2 separate regions of the Mus musculus genome follow, and region 1 is linked to region 2. A link is a contact called in public HiChIP or PLAC-seq data. All regions are on one chromosome and are shown on one strand. The core of a region is the stretch at or near the end of the contact, and the rest is flanking DNA. Distances in the headings are between cores, read along the strand shown. Region 1 has its middle 7.9 kb from the start of Gm35620. Region 2 overlaps Katnal1 (katanin p60 subunit A-like 1).

Region 1 (3,167 bases), core at 440-2,939, 420 kb after region 2:
TTCACGGCCTTTTCGGGACAGAGTGCCTTTGAGCACTGAGGCTGTGCTCATGTGACGGTGTGGTTGTTACATGGAGGCTTGGGAACTGCCCACCCCGAAGTTCGGGTGTCCAGAGCTGAGACGCTTCTCTGGTTTCGCAGGGAGAAATTCCTGCGGAAGCTGTTTTCCCAAAAGCCTCGACATTTCAAATGCATTCCTATTTTATCTGGTTACTTCTCTGGGAAGCCACACTCCGGGCTAACGAATGGGAAGAGATGGAGAGATATCACCAGGTTGGTTTTCGTTTCTGTTCCTTGCAGAAGGAACAGAGCGTCTCACAACTGAGCGTCTAAGCAAAGTCTTCTCTGTGGCAAGCAAGTTCCCAGCATGCCCTGCGGGCCAGTCTTCAGCGCCTGCCTGGCACAGCCCCATGATTCTTTTGCATACTTTTGTGCCTTCTTCAACATCCTTGGAACACCCGTGTTTCACACCTGCAGATCACAGCCAAAAGAGGCTTCTCATTTAGACAGCAATAGGCACCCTCTTTTCGCCGCAGGGCAAGGTCTCACTAGACTAGTCTGGAGTTTGCCCTCCTTCTTTGTTCCCCAACCCCCAACCCTAACCTCCAAATCCTTTCTCAGGGCTGGAGGTACAGGTGTGCGCCGTCACATCTGACAGTTTCCTGGTTTTTAAAACATCAAGTGCATTTGCTCTGTATCACTCTTTTTCCACTCTTTTTGCTCAAGAAATTTTTATGTGATTCTTGGCACACAGGTAATATAAATGTGTATACACAACAAACATTTATGGATACTTCACAGTGAAACTTATCTTGAAAAGAATTCTTTGGTAGATGTATAATTTTACAAATCGTTAAAGACAAAGTAAATCCACGCGATAATGAGATGGGCGCGCTTCTTTATTTTGACCTAGAGAGTGAAATCTTGGCGGAGCGTTTGGGGCTGCAGGGCGTGGGAGCATCTTCAACATTTTGATTTTTGTGATTGGTAATGCCGAGGATGACATTCTGCACAAATATGCGGTCCAAAATGGCAGATATGTGTTTAGGGCCATTGCTGACATTGTTGGAAATGCTGTCCTCACCTCAAGCCAAGATTCATTCACAGTCATTTATGAGACTCAAGCCAGCAACTCAAACGGCAATTTTAAAATTCCAACTCGACACCATCCAAGGATATGCTAATTTTATATTTACACACAGAGGAATGACAGAGGAAAAGGCTAAAGTCTTTGCTTTCTGTAGTTAAACTGTCAAGTGTCTGTAAGGCTAGAAAGCATCCTGTGTACAACAAAAATATAAAGATCCATAATATCCAATAGTCTTGAGCTGAGGTGTTTGGGGCAGGCCCATTGACATGTGTGACGTCACGATGGCATGCATGTTGCGAGGTGCTCATGCTGTGTGTTCAGGATGAAAGTGCAGTGAAGTTTCTAGAACCCACAGAGGCTCAGGCTGTTGGAAACGCCTGTGATTTATCACGTTTGATTTCGAATTAATTTCTGGTGTTCAGAAACCTTTTACCATTGCCGAAAGGTTCACTGCCTCCATATTTAGTTACCATGGGGGACCACGTTTTGAGAAACAGGGCTGGAATTTGTGCACCATAGCGACACAGACACAATAATAAGGACGGCAGCAGGAGTGGAGGGAGAGCGACCCGTGTGAGAAGCAAGTGAGCAACAGCGGCTCTGTCATGAGTGATGTTTGAATCCAGCTGTTTGAATCCAGATGTTAGCCTCTATGCACGGGAGACAGCACATGCCAGCCAGGGTTGGGATGGGTGACAAATCACACTGTCTTCTGCCTCTGGAAAATGGATGTAACAGCTTAGCCCTTTTGCTAGTTTTTGCTCTGTGAAGATTCTAATGTTAGCTTGCGATATGATTCACATAGAAGGGGAGGGTGAGACAGAATTCCTTTCATTTTTCCCTCCATGGTTCCTGGAACCTTCAAGAAAACAAACCAAGATAGCTTGGATTTAAAAGGAGAGGACAATAGTGCCTGTTCAAAGGTAGACACATCTGTGAGTCCAGGGGCAATACCTGTAACCCCAGAGGAGAAGGATCATGGGGTCAAGCCTGAGCTACATTGTGAGCTTTAGGCTAGCCTGAGCTGTGAGAACCTGTCTCAAAGCCAAGCCAAGGCAAACAAACAGGGAATAGAAAAGAAGATAAAGCAAAACCTTGACTTAGTTCTGCTGCTGTGACCTCAGCAACTCTTAGCTGGGGACTCACTTAGAGTCCCCAGAGGTTCCATCCAATCTCATGCAGGAATCATGGTGGCAGGCAGTCAGGGAGGCATGTTGCTGGACCAGTAGCTGAGAGCTTTATAACTTAATCCAAGACAGGAGGCAGAGAAGGGGGGTGGCTCCTGAAACCTCAAAGCCAATCCCCTAGTGACACACCTCCTTCCACAAGACCACACCTCCTGATCCTTCCCAAACAGTTCCACCAACTGAGGTTTAAGCATGCAGCTATGTGAGCATGTGAGATCCATTCTCATTCATAGCATGTGAGAACCACATGTCTAAGCCCAAACTGAACAGGCTTCTGAGCAGACAACAGACTGCTTTCCATCAGCTTCTTCAGAGTGACAGGAACTACCCATGGCCAGTGCTTTTTAAGGGATCTTGGAAAAAACACGTAGACTTCCTTCAAAGGTGGAAGCAGAAAGGCCGCCTGGGCTCCATTTTGTAAATCCTATTGTGAATGAGATCTTATGTTTCACAGTAAAACAATGGTCTGGAGCTTGGATGCACATCTTCTTTTGGACTCAGTGGACTAAAAGGCAAAGGTTAGTTTCTGTGACTCTAATGATCATTACTGTTTACGGACTCACCATGTTTTATAGTTAGACTACTTTCCACAATGAAGGAAAGAGGCCAACTTGGGTTTCCAGAGATCTTGTCCCTCTTGGTGGTTAGGAGGCAAAGCACACCGGATAATAGGACCTGAGTCTCAACAGCAGTGGCCCTTGGTGAGCACACGCTAGTGTCTGCACCTTAATCTAGCTGAGTGATGCTGTCATTTGTGAATTTATTGCAATAAAGTGATTGTATTTAAAATGTGTCCCTAGCATTTTACAGATAGATATTCACATATTTGAAATTCAAATGTTTCTGTATATTTTTATTTATTAAAGTGGCCATCCTAGTTCTGGTTGGGAG
Region 2 (3,194 bases), core at 339-2,838:
CTCACCTTCCATGGCCTTCTAATCCCTTTGAAAAAGTCAGGCATCCACATGGGCAGGACAACAGCTTCCCGGAGCAACTTCTTAGCCTCCTCCAGGTCTGCTATGTCATCCCTTTGGAAGAACAGTTGCACACTTATTCAAGCCACACCTCTGACTTAAGGCCAGGTTATTACTTTAAATTTGCTTACTTACAAAACTGTTCTTATAGTAAGACTGTATTGTGATCCTTACTATATGAAAATGATCAGCGAGAACATCCTGGAGTTATTAATTAGAACACATTATGCAGCGAGCAAACTCTATCAGTGTGTCGACAGCAAGTTAACATAGAAAGCATCCTTGGTTGGACGCTGACAGGATGGGTATTACAGACAAAGGCGTCATCAGGAGACCAGGGAGGAGAGGAGACCCACAGCAACCCACCCTTAGGATGAGTTTCCTTCTCTACCACAACTCAAGACGCTCACTCACCAGTGAATGCTAGGGTTCCTGGACACAATGTCCCTCTCCAGGGCTTCCACCAGATCCTTATCATACCCGGCGCCATCAAACTTGGGAATCTCGCTGTCACTTGCACCATCTTGCACATTTTTCCTTGCCTGGAGGTGTGAGTAAGAGAAGTTATGGCCAGTGACAACATAACATATCATAACTGATATCATCAAGCTTTCGATATATAATGTGTGCCCATGTGCATGTGTGCGTGTATATATACGAATGTGTGCATGTGGGTCCACATGTCTATGGGGCTGGGATGAAACCCAGAGCCTGTATGTGTATGCTGGGCAAGCACCTTAGTCCTGAGCTACATTCCTGTCCAGAGGAACCGCTTTAAAAGACTATTTTCTTGCTATTTAAAATGCTATCTTCTGATTGCCTAGATGCCATCCCACCCTATTTAACTCAGCAGACCTGTCTCAACTGGACAGGCTTTGTAATCCTCCTCCCAGCTACACTCCTTGGCGGACAGTCCCAGGTAAGAGTTCACTAGCCTGCCTCTGACTCCCTGGATGCAAAGCATCTGCACCTCTGCTAGAGAACAGACTGCTGATGTGCAAGGCGAACGTCAGGTACTGAGCACTGCCTGGCCTTATGACAGAACAGCTCACACGGTGCTCATTTAATGTAACACCCAACCCTGCGACTGCTTTTCCTTTCTTTGTGGATAAGGAAAACAGGGAAAGCCAACTAACTAAGGGCTTCTCTGCTTTTCTGCTACAGAGCCCTGGCTGTCCTAGACTCGCTTTGCACACCAGGCTGGCCTCAAACTCAGAGAGGCCCACCTGCTTCTGCCGCATGCGCCACCACGCCTGGTACTTCTCAGCCTTTTGACTAAAATTAAATGTAAATGCTAAGTCCGGCTCCATTTACCAGTAAACGTTGGGACAGAACATGTAGCTCAGGCCTTCCTGCCTCCTCAAGCAGCCCCTTTCCTCGGTTCTCCAGTTTCACAGCTGACTGAGCTGCTTAAAGAGCACAGTGAATGGCCAAGCTGACAGATCCCCCAAAGCAGCCAGTACAAAGGCTACAGGCGAGATGGACCTGGGACTTTCCTGCACTTACAAGCTTTCCCCAGCTACTGAGTCACCACACAGGACTCAATGGTCTCCTTCAGGACAGCTCTTGGGGCCCTATCACAGAGTTACTCAGCATGGCCCCAAGCAAGTGCAGTCATAACATCCAGCCCCAACCCCCACCCCAGCTCTCCCGCCTCCTTCTGCTCAGGACCTTTCAGACCCACTGCTTAGAGGACCCTTTTCAACCACAGAATCAAGAGCTAAAGAAAAGTTTAGTCTGTCCTAAGTCCTTTTGCTAATATTGTGGCTTTAAGAAAAAAAAAATTCTAGGCTCCTATTCTATGAGCTGCAGGACTCTGCAAGCGTCCTGCAGTGCTGAGGTGGTGAATGTGACGATGCTCTGATTTCTCAGGGATTCCAACCACAAGATCAGCTTTAATGTGTAGAGCCACACCCCTTCAAGAGCATCAGCCCCTTTCTGTCTGATAGAAAAATGAAGGGCAAGGGGTCCAGTGAGGAGACAACAGACCATGATAGACTTCTCCAGTTTCACTTCTGAGGTAAACAAAGAAGCAGTCAGTACCAGAAGAGAACCAAATGGCTCCTGTGGCAAATGTCCTGATCATCTGAGCCTCCGAGCAAATGGCCAAACAGTGTGTTGGTGACCTCATCTTGAGGACCTGCTCACTTGGGCAGACTAGTGCTAGGGCTAGGTCAAGTGCTTAGTAATATCCTTGTAGCAAAAGTGGCAGGTATTAAAACTGACTCTATTAAAACAAGCTCCTAGCATAACAACACAACAAACAATACCAACCAACTTAAAACAAGTTCTGTCTCGGATCACATTTTACGACGTGGCTAGGCCATGGCTATGAGTCACTCGCAAGTCAAACCCTGGGAACACTATGACCATTCTCCAGTATGCTCGAAACGAGGTAGTGAGAGCATCAACAGGGGCCGACTTTGTGATTTCAGATTTGCCACATGGAAAGTGAAGTTCAAATCTCACTTTCACACAAATGCCCTCAGAACAGGGAGGCGAGGCTGGCTCGATACACACCAAGAGGAAGGAAAAGCCCCATCTCTGACTCAAAGAAATGGGAATCGTGGGACTGTCCAAAGGCAGATGTGAGCAGGTATCAGACAGCTCATCGGATTGCTAGCACGGTTTCCAGGCAGGGTGAGGATGCACTGTGGCCCTCTCTAAGCACCTATCCAGCCCCCCGTGGGAAAGCCGAGCTGTTGACGTGACTGAGGACAGGATGGAGAAACGGGCAGCATCCGATCTGACCTGCACTTCAGACAACCCTGGTGGCTACTGCTGGAAAGGATGATGGGAAGGAGGAGGAATCTAACAAGTAAAACCCTTTCCTGCACAGAGAAGTCGGTGCGAGCCTCTGAACGACCTGGCCAGTCAAAGCAAGATGGTGAAGGGAGAACTCTGAGGCTACAGCAGAATCACCGTGAAAGTGGGCGAGTAGTGTCATTATCACAAACATAAAATAGGGCGGGGAGAGCTGATACATACGCCGTGTGCCTGAGCAGAAGTAGTCCATTAGCTGCACTACTTTAATAAACAGACAGCTTTCAAGCAATGAAGCTGACATCTGGGACATGGGGTCTTCTACAGAACACTAGACTGGAACATCACAGAGTGACCTCAGAACTCTTTCCTTA

The links. HiChIP or PLAC-seq counts read pairs in DNA pulled down with a chosen protein or histone mark.
Region 1: an H3K27ac HiChIP or PLAC-seq map of embryonic fibroblasts shows a contact between it and region 2, with 5 times the contacts expected there. The contact joins two enhancer-like sites. A contact is called at or near these places in 4 of 484 Hi-C or Micro-C datasets (bone marrow-derived macrophages, cerebellum, cerebral cortex and 1 more) and 6 of 115 datasets of contacts at active chromatin or transcription factors (T-cell acute lymphoblastic leukemia, craniofacial prominence, embryonic fibroblasts and 3 more).

The regions. Positions count from the first base shown.
Region 1 is chr5:149,313,057-149,316,223 of GRCm38.p6, forward strand. No RefSeq gene overlaps it. Among named protein-coding and RNA genes, the nearest start is that of Gm35620, 7.9 kb to the right of the region's middle. Within about 2 kb of position 1,690, at least 74 of the 459 cell types and tissues checked have an H3K27ac peak or open chromatin away from gene starts, as enhancers often do. A contact at or near this core is called in embryonic fibroblasts and kidney, where this site is marked.
Region 2 is chr5:148,893,678-148,896,871 of GRCm38.p6, forward strand. It overlaps Katnal1 (katanin p60 subunit A-like 1), which reads right to left. Exons shown (of 11, transcript NM_153572.2): 5 at 472-599; 6 at 6-111. Among named protein-coding and RNA genes, the nearest start is that of Katnal1, 33 kb to the right of the region's middle. Within about 2 kb of position 1,589, at least 53 of the 459 cell types and tissues checked have an H3K27ac peak or open chromatin away from gene starts, as enhancers often do. A contact at or near this core is called in embryonic fibroblasts and kidney, where this site is marked.